2 separate regions of the Hordeum vulgare genome follow, and region 2 is linked to region 1. Evidence: chromatin contacts called from public Hi-C data. All regions are on one chromosome and are shown on one strand. Each heading gives the region's core, a stretch centred on a gene start, on an enhancer-like site or on the middle of the called end of the contact. The rest is flanking DNA. Distances are from core to core; before and after follow the strand shown.

Region 1 (4,985 bases), core at 829-3,328:
GGAAGTGTCGAGCTGTTGCAAATATATACTGTTGGAATAAGTTTCCATAGATTATTTTCCACGATTATCGTATGGCCCTCCTCTATCTTGAACATACCCAGCAAGGGAACAGGTTTTGATATTGAGGGGGTTGAGGGAGGTAGTAGTGTCCATGACATTGAGCATGACGAGGAATCATAAGAAGATGTGTCTACTCTACGAGCAGGTTCTGCAGCCACAAGCTGTTAACACCTGAAAGTATTGATGGTGTGTATGAACTGCAAGTTGGGATTTTTTGCAGAGGATGGGAGGATTGCCCTGGTGTTGCCACTCTAAACTTGAAAAGAGGACCTGACAATGCATGCAAAAGACTAACAAATCATCACAAACGCTGGTCAAAACAGGCCAAAGAGAGCTGAGGGCTGAAAATTTTCAGGTGTGATTGCAAGGTGGTGGATGTGCAACTGTCTATTATGAAATAACTTCTGTCTACATGCACTAACATGTCAAGTCTATGAAAATTAACACACTGAAGAGAATAATTGTTTACTTTACATTTTGAAAGTGTGAGAGCAAAGTCTCTAAAAACTTAACCCGTATGAAAAAAAAATCTTATATAATTAGTCTCTTCCATTTACGTAAACACGGTGGGTTTCAAGTTTATTGCACAAGAATTCTTTTATTATATTGACTAGCATGCACCAAAATTTAATAGTTGCGAGCAAACTGTTCACAGCCAATCGGCTTGTGTTCTCCAAACAATTGCCTGAATATAATAGGAAAAGAAGTGCATTGACCTCCAGTGTAGGAAGGCAATCGGTCTACTTGGCTAATCATATCCTTGAAAACAGTTTCAGATGGCTCCACAACCATCACTCCAGAATTCATTCTTTCAGAATGCTTCAAGTTCCCACAGAACTTCCCACACTTGAAAACATCCTCGATACTTTTTACAACTACAGTATCTGCATCAAGATAAACAACTGGGAGAACAACAACCTTTTAGAATAGTAACACAAAATTATGAGACGAAAGAGATGTCAGAAAAATAAATACTTTTGAAGAACAAAAAATATTATTGTTGTTTCAAAATAGATGGCTGTAGCCCTGCTCATTCAGTTCAGAGTAGAGTTTAGTAATATAATTATCATTTTGAAACAGATGGACTTGATGGCGGAAATAAAGAAGCAAAATTGCTTAAATTATTACCCAAACTTACCTTTTTTGTAGCTTGTCATGTTGAATATCTTTAGCTTTGTGTAGACACCCCAAAACCTCGTTGGTCTCACTTGGTTAGGATTAGCCAGTAAAGTTATACGATTCACGATCCAACCATCAGCCTAGAATGTATCTAATGTTAGATTCAATACGGATTCGTTTGGAACATACATGGAAGCAACTTTGCAGGTAAAAAGATTAACAAATAATGTTCATTGTTGTGTGGCATCTTCTCAGGTGATTTCTTGAGGAATCTTCTGAACTAATACAGTCTATAATGAAAAAACTTTCATCCAGGTCCAAACCATTCTGCACGAATCTATCAGAACCCATGATGCATTTTGTGCGCTGAGATCGCAACGAGCACCCATAAACTCCTCCTGCCTCTCAGTTTCAACAAAATTTTAACTTGAACCCCACGCAGCTCTGAGCCAAAGCTGCTACTACTTCACGGAAGCACACTTAAGCTACCGGTAAATTGGTGGGGGTGGGTTTATCATTCCGCAAACCTCGAGGAGCCCCCGCGAGTACTCGGAGACGCCGTCGGAGACGAGCACGACCATGTCGCGCCGCGTGCCGGTGTCGCGGATGGACTTGCCCAGGACGCGCACGCCGAGGACGAACTCGTCGCCGTAGAGCAGCGTGACGTATGCCTCCTCCGTCGCCGCGGCCGCGGCCGCGCCGGCGAGCAGCGCCGCCGCGACGAGGGCGGCCAGCAGGGGCAGCCCGGACGGCGACGATCCCATCGGGGCCTCGCCTTCGGCCCGCGCGGGATCTCGCCTTCGGAGCGGAGCTGCTCGGGATCGGCTCTCTGGCTTGTCCGGTGCTATTGTGATCTTCCCATGGCGATGGTGATGGAGATGTGTTCGGTCAGTCAAATGAGTTCATCCGGTTTGGACTTGTCAGGGCGGCTCATACGGCGGTCGTCGATGCTGGATCGAGGAAACGAGCCTTAGTGGGCCATAGCTGGGCCATCAGGCTCGGCCTCCCAGCCCATTCGGCCCGCTTTCGCTGCAGAAGCAGTTCACGGCCTCCTCTGAAGAACAAGAAAAACTCACACGGCGACGCATGCGACCGAAGAGGAGTTGGAGTCCCCGCCCTCAGCGACCGGCTAACCCACATCCCTTCCCGCTGCCGCCTCGCCGCCGGCAGCCGGCCGCCGTCTCGGTCTAACCGGCCGGCCCAAAGGAGGAAGACGAGGCGAGTCCTCACGGCGTCGCGCCCCCATGGACATACTCGTAAGCGCGGCAACCTTACCTCGCAATCATTTATCCCTACTCCCCATGCGCCGCAGTTCCCCCCCGGTTGATTTCCTCTCTTATCTTCCGCAGGAGAAAATTCGCGGAGGCGGCGACAAACCGGCCGGGATGGAGACGCCCCGGAAGCCGGAGTCCTGGGTGGAGATTTCAGAGTCCGTCTCGCGGCTCTGCAGCTTCGACGCCGGCGGGGGCGGGGGCGTATCTGTAAGCCTTCTAGGAGTACATTTTCCCCTTGTGATTTCTAGTTTTATCTGGCATCTCAAATGGTAAAATTGACTTGGTGTGAGAATAGCAATGTGCCTGTTCGACCTTGTTGTCACTTCTGAACTTTAAACAGTTATTATCGACCTACTGCAATTTCAGCAGTGCCCAGATAAACAATGAATCTTGGAGCTAACTCGCTCGAAGAAGGTAGTATAAACGATAACTACACTGCTAGGATGCTTCAGTTTATACAATAGCACAGTATCTAATTTGTAGCACTAGTTCATCTTTGTCCTGAGTGTTATTTCAATTTGCTTTCTATGTTTACCCAGGGGTAAGGGTTATCTTTTCAAAGAATCTATCGTGAAGAATTTATTCCATTTTATTAAATATCGCTAATTAGTGGAAAACCTAAAGAGCTACCAAAGGTGGGATGCAGCCTCTCCCTGGGTCAAGTGAGAGGACAGGGCAGAGAAGATCTCGGTTGTTCTTAACAGCGATATCTATTCATTTAACTCTTCAGGTAGATTTCCTTTACGTAATATATTCAGGTGGTTGAGGGGCTTTCCCCTCCTCCCCCGGTGAAAAGTTCAAAAAAAAGAAAAAACTCTTCAGGTAGAATCACCAGATCTTCAACAAGGTTGTAATACAACTGGCACATCACATATGAGATGAGAAGTCGAGTTTAAACACTCGTAACTCCAAGCACAATCATGAATCATCCATCTCAATCCAAAAATCTCTATTTCCATTTTGAATACAATGACATACCCTTGCCGCGTGATTGTGTAATTGATGGGACATGTTATACATCGTATATTCGTATGACCCTTTGTTCTAATAATACAAATGGACTAGCAACCTTGAAAATTGTTGTTTGAGTTTCTGCACCAGCGACAACTTTTATCCTCTTCTTGCACTTCGTAGATTTACTAATGTAAGCTTTCACAAGCAGCAATTGGCCTCGAAATGTATACTGCTTACCTAGATAACTAAAAATCTCAGTATGAGTAAGCATAATTCTCTAGTAAAAGTACTGGAACGTTACTTTCATGTTAATTGTATAGTTGAGTGTAAATTCTCTGTTATTGTATAAGTTATGGCTCCTATTTTCCTGTAGGTTAAACTTGTCCAGGATAACAGGATGGCACATGATAAGTTGGTTGATTCTTTCTTGAACAAGTTTTTTCCATCAGGTTATCCATACAGGTACAAGTTTACTGGACGTTGACATTCTTGATACTCTAATGGTCCACATTCTTTGACGAGTTTTGCTATTGATCATGCAGTGTGAATGAAGGTTACCTAACATATACCAAATTCCGAGCACTCCAGCATTTTTCTAGTGCTATGCTGCATGTGTTATCGACCCAGGTCAGTTCATCTGGTTGTTGTTACATTTTCTTTAGCAATAAGACTCTTGATTGGATTACGTGTGTCATCTCCATGAATTTTAGCTACTTTTTCTAGAATATTTGAAATTAGTCGAACTTTTATACTTTTACGTTTTACCTACTTTCGTTGATGGAAAAACATAGTACCTTTCTCCTTTCAACTGACTCCCCATGTGGGCTGCGGCTCAGTCTTTATTATTTGCTGCAGGTCTACGGCCTACCCCTGCACAAGCAACGGCTGTAAGTTGGGTAAGCATATGCCGACAGAAATGCCAAAGTTTCAAGCATGTAGTGCGACCAAAACATCTTGGCTGATTTTCTGTATCTCAGATTCTAAAAGATGGGATGCAGCATGCGGGAAAGCTCATATGTAGCGGCATGGGGGCAAGAATGGATTCAGAGCCAAAGAGTTGGAGGATATTTGGTGGGTAATCACTAATCACCATAATAATTGTGTCGCACATTTTCTGATATTTCTGTTTGTTTGTGTTCTTATACTGAAATTTTCTTTCTAAGCTACATTATTCATGACTCTTTCTGTGGTGTGCCAGCTGATGTTCTCTATGATTTTGGTACCGCCTTGGACTTCATTTCACCACTGTGTCCACAACTTTTTCTTGAAGTGGCGGGCTTGGGAAATTTCGCAAAGGTGCAGATCTAACTTGCATGCTGCACTTCAAATGGCACCTGTATTGCAATACAATCTCCTGTTGGACATTGGCATGTTTAATACTCGAGGTCTTGTTCAAAGATAAAAAAGAGTTTCCTTTGCGCCTGATGGTATATGCAATGACTATGTAGATTATAGGACGTCATAAAAAGGATAACATGTTTGTCCAGATCTGTCTGCCTGAAAATTGAGCTAGCACACTAATATCTTGTTGCTTGTCATTGTAGGGAATGGCTGTGGTTGCTGCCAGAGCGACAAGGC
Region 2 (4,985 bases), core at 923-3,422, 150 kb before region 1:
ATTAGTATTCACACGAAGTTTAAGAATTGAATCCAGATGAGCTGGTTCCACGACGAGCAACCTGACCATCCGGGTGAGGCTCAATTCACAAAGCGGACTCCATAGATTTGCAATTGCACGACTTGTTTCGTTACACTCTCGTCACAAATCGACAGCTATTTCGGACAAAAAAAACACTTTCGAAGACAAGGGAAACACAACGGATGGATAAAGTAGCTCATCCGAAAAGATAAGGTGGGGTTACCCAGTTGGCTCCTTCATGGCCACGTTACTAAGTTGCAACTTAACAGGATGTTAACAAAACTGTCGACATTGGTGTGCACACCAAACAACAGATACGTCCTTGTAGTAGTGTTTCGATGTACAAGTAGGCCACATCACCGTTGAAGATGACCGAAACATGCCACAGACGTCAGGAACGTAGAAAGATAGTAAAATCACCAGTTATATTTCCAGTCTACGAAAAGGGGAAGAAGAAGAAGAGGGCAAAGATAGATAAATGCCAGCATATGGATCGTAACCTGTACATGCACAACTCACCGATGCACCAAGCATTTCTGATCACAAACGGGCAAGGAAAGCGTAACGGGAAAACGGAACAGAGATCAGCTTATTTAGTACTGGTACTCGATTTTTTTACAAGCAAGCAGGCAGGGTTAGTTTGTACATGAGCAGCATCCCATCAGACACAGAAACAGAACAGGCAGGCGTTCTCTTAACCAAGGCAGCAAAAAAAAAGCCCAGAAAAAGAAAAGATAGCTACAGCCGAACCCCTGGCTGGCTCGTCGGCACTCTGGATTTATACAATGGCACCAGAAGCTCTCTACTACCACCACTACTACTGATACTTCGCACACTCTCGTCGCATATACAAAGACGCTAGACACGTTATCTCTCCACGGGAACAGTCGACGTACGTGGGCCTGCTACGGGCCTCCTTAGGTTGGCTGCACCGCCTCTCGGGCCCCTCCTCCGCTCACGATCCACGGGTGCCCTGCGATCATCAACCAATTTTGTTCAGATGATTGAGATATAAAAAGTTGGATATGCCAAACGCAGCGGGGTCTATGCTTCCGATCTACGTAGAGGAAGAATCCGATGTGGTATAGGGGCGGGGGCTTACGGATGACTTGGTCGGCGGAGAACCTTCGGGAGACGTCGCGGCACATCATGCGGCGCATCAGGTCCTTGGCCAGCGGCGACACCCCGGAGAACAGCCTCGGCGGGAACCTGGGGCTGCCGCGCAGCACGGCGGCGAACACGTCCGACGCCGTCTCGCCGCTGAAGGGCAGCGCGCCGCCGGTGAGGAGCACGTACAGGACCACCCCGGCGCTCCACACGTCCGCCTTCTCCCCGTACTCGCCGCCCGCCACCACCTCGGGCGCCACGTAGTGCGGCGTGCCCACCAGCCCCCGCGCGCCCTCCCCGCCGCCCACCAGCGCCGCCGACCCGAAGTCCGCGAGCCGGGCGCGCACGGGCCCGCCTTCGCCGTCGCCGCAGGCGTCGAGGAGCACATTGTCCGGCTTGACGTCGCGGTGCGCGACGCCGCGGCGGTGGCAGACGGCGAGGGCCTCGGCGAGCTGCGCGGCCACGGCGGCGGCCTCGGGCTCCGGGACGGGCGCGCCCTGGCGGAGGCGGACCCAGTCGAGCAGGTCGGGCCCGGCGCACAGGTCCATGACCATGTGCGTCCACGCATCGTCCTCGTACACCGCGTGCACCTGCACGACGCCGGGGTTGCCCGCGGCGGCCAGCTGCGCCAGCTTGGGCTCCAGCTCGGCCAGGCCGCGGTCCAGGTCGTCGGCGAGGAGCGAGCGGTCGACCGACTTGACAGCGTAGAGGTCGCCGGTGGAGCGGGACGCGCAGCGGCGGACCACGCCGAAGCGGCCGCGCCCTACCTCCTCCCCGATCTCGTAGTCCCGGTTGAGTTCCTCACTCATGGGCAGATCTGTTGTTTTTCTTTTTTTTCTATCTCGCGGTATATCTTTGGAGGGATAGTTGGTTCGAGACCCGGTGGCCGCCTATTTAACGGAGCGCCCCAACCTCGGGCTGCCGCCGAATATCCGGATCCTGCTCGACCGGACCATATTCCAGTTTTACCCTCGTGTTAATACTAGTACAAATACAATACGTACCCGTAATCTTATCTAATCCTATCACAATTGCAATGTAATTAGTCGACGGATGCATTAGGATCAGCTGGAGTCAAGCAGTCAGCAAACTGCATGACTAATTTACCTGAGTCTTTGTCAAACACTTCATTATTTCCTCATAGTACTACTTCATTATTTTACGAACCAGGACATCGTCGTCATTACAATGAACATGTGCCTAGCTAATGTTCTCGACAAGATTCCATGTCGATCCGATGCATAATTTACCTGCATTCATAACTATCAGTCGTGCTGCACAACGACGTCCTCCACGTGGAACAGAACAAGTGCACGGCCGCAGCGGAGCGGGGAAGTAGCAAGCCGCCACGTCGACGTCGACGGCCGCGCTGCAAACCACAGGACGGCTGTGCGCTTCGCGCTCCGCCACCGTAGCGTCACAAACAGTGGCGGCTTTTGGCAAAAGCTTCGGCCGTCTCCGGCGGTGGGTCCTCCCGCTCCGGCGGTAGTCCACACGTACGTACGTCTCGCCGGACCTCCCTCCGGCCCGCCTCCGCCGCGTGCAGGGACGTGGCCGCTAGCCCCGCCCCGCCGTGACGGGAACGGGGGATAAAGTGGGACCCGCACATCCGTTTCTGATAGGATCACGTAGTTATATAAGCCATCTACCCCCTACGCCTCTAACGTATCTGTCGCCACGGAGAATATAATTCGAAGGTCTGCACTTGACACTGAATACCTTTTGCTGGGAATGCGATTCCGTTTTCCTTTTTCAAATCGCATGTGGCGTTGTGGACTGGTTCACACGGAGTAGTTTAGTTGGCACTGCCTCGTCCTGGAACATAAGCAGATACGGAGATCGGCTTCGAATCTTCATACCATTTCCTGGCACATTGTGTTTGTGCTCGGGTATTTTGTGTGGAAATGCTGATAAGAAACTCGGGTTATTCTTTTGAGTTCTATCCGAGCATATGCCGTTTAAGATCCATTTGGGTAAACCACTTGCCATCAGTGTATTCAAAAGATTTATAAAGTCAATGTTAGCGCATTTGTCTTCGTGCCATGCCATCTAATGGAGTGTTTGGCTGTGCTTATTATTAGCTTTTGCTCTTTGGCTTAAAAGGCAAAAAAAAAAAAACTATTTATGATCTTTTGCCTTTTGACGTATGACTTAATATAGTTGCATCATGGTATAAGTCAAAACTCCACATGCAAAGGCTAGCGAGTAGCAAAAAAAAACATGCAATGGCTAGCAGGTGGCTAATCACGGGGAAATGCCCAAGCCAATGATATCATCGGATTAAAAGCTGATTTCGGTATGAAAAATGTTTCATAACTCAAACCATTTGTCTAACCCGTAATCCGATTATTGGTTTATATAGACAAGACTTTTAATGCTAGATCACGTGTCAATATGTTCCAATAGTAGTTACTTTTAAGATATTCAACTCATTGAAAATCACGAAATCCCAGAAATACGAGAATATGAAAAGACAAAACAAATATATGCCTGCATAGATCGTCAGGGTCATCGAAATCCGCAAGTTCATACCATGACATATATCAAGTGAATCATTTGAATACCCCAATGTCACTACGGATATCCGCGTGCAAGACATACATCAAGTGTTTTCAAACCAAAATATGCAATCCAATCATTTGAAATACCATGTATAGGTAGGCATGGTGGGCCCTCATGGAAGAAACTTCGCTCAAGGATTTGGATGCACAAGTAGTATCTCCACTTAGTACGAAGTTTTGGCTAGCAAAAGGTTCTAAACAAGTGCCAAACATCGGAGGATCCATAACAATATAACTTCTATGCAAATATACCCAAACATAACCATTGATCAATTGTCCGACTTCAACTATTTGATCAAGGTTGGAAATAATTGATGGGTATTCACAATCATAAAATATGTCCAAGATAATATATTTGTATGTGAAAGTTCTCTTTCTCATACTAATCATTCATGAATTGCTTGTATGACCAATTTGATGATTGTCAAACTTCAACGGATTTTACTTTCTAAAGCGAATGTGCAACTACTACAAAGCATAAAGCACATTGATAATTTTAGATTTATTGTATTTCATTCATTCACAATTTACTCTTATGATATAAGTGAAGCACAAGAGTAAACATCAAACTACTTGAAAGCACAATTGCTCGCTATGGTTGTTTTGATAATTGATCACAACATATGCATCACTGGACTAATATGTTTATCCAAGTATGTTTCAGAAAGGTTCAAAAGATGCTTTGGCTAAAGGCTAATGTGGAGATGCCCCTTGATGCAAGAAAGGAATAAGATTGACTCAAGCTTCAAGCTAGAAGACTCTTCATTTTATATTTGTGAAAATCACTTTTGAGTCCATAGGAAAGCCAATACTATTAAAAGGGGGCGAGGTATTAAAACGAACTGGTTTCTCAAGTGCTCAAAGTTAGCCACCAAAATACTCATTCATTTTTCCCACATAACCATTCTGTACAATACCACACACTCAAAATCGGTGCCACCAACTTTCCCATTTCGGCGCCACCGTGTTTGATCTCAGACAGAACCCTAGCCATTCCCACCAAATCGGTGCAACCGAAACCATGCCGGTGCTACCGAGTTTAGGTGACCAACTTTCTGTTGCCTTGGTACACAAAATCTGAATTTCCGAGTTTGAGTATCGGTGTCACCGAGTTGTGTCATCTGATCGTTAGCCACCTTTTCGGTGCCACCGAGTTGTGTATATCGGTTCCACCAAGATTCAAAAGTTGCTGCCTTTAGTGCCAGTCGGTACCACCGAGTTTATGACTTCGGTGTCACCGAGTTTTCCACTTTAGGTGTAATGGTTGGATTTTGTGTGCTGCCTATATATACCCCT

Evidence for each region. A called contact is a pair of places that touch in the nucleus more often than the background predicts.
Region 2: a Hi-C map of leaf shows a contact between it and region 1, with 2.7 times the contacts expected there. The contact joins the promoter of LOC123427248 here to the promoter of LOC123427246 in region 1. A contact is called at or near these places in 2 of 6 Hi-C or Micro-C datasets (leaf and seedling).

What each region holds. Positions count from the first base shown.
Region 1 is chr2H:559,825,895-559,830,879 of MorexV3_pseudomolecules_assembly, reverse strand. LOC123427246 (inositol phosphorylceramide glucuronosyltransferase 1-like) reads right to left here and starts at 2,078. Exons shown (of 10, transcript XM_045111246.1): 1 at 1,707-2,078; 2 at 1,199-1,319; 3 at 777-962. The coding sequence starts at 1,943. LOC123427247 (protein root UVB sensitive 2, chloroplastic) reads left to right here and starts at 2,249. Exons shown (of 10, transcript XM_045111247.1): 1 at 2,249-2,435; 2 at 2,529-2,660; 3 at 3,781-3,869; 4 at 3,950-4,034; 5 at 4,244-4,303; 6 at 4,385-4,478; 7 at 4,606-4,703; 8 at 4,952-4,985. The coding sequence starts at 2,424.
Region 2 is chr2H:559,979,752-559,984,736 of MorexV3_pseudomolecules_assembly, reverse strand. LOC123427248 (phosphoenolpyruvate carboxylase kinase 1-like) reads right to left here and starts at 2,172. Exons shown (of 2, transcript XM_045111248.1): 1 at 1,124-2,172; 2 at 584-994. The coding sequence starts at 1,937. The coding sequence ends at 939.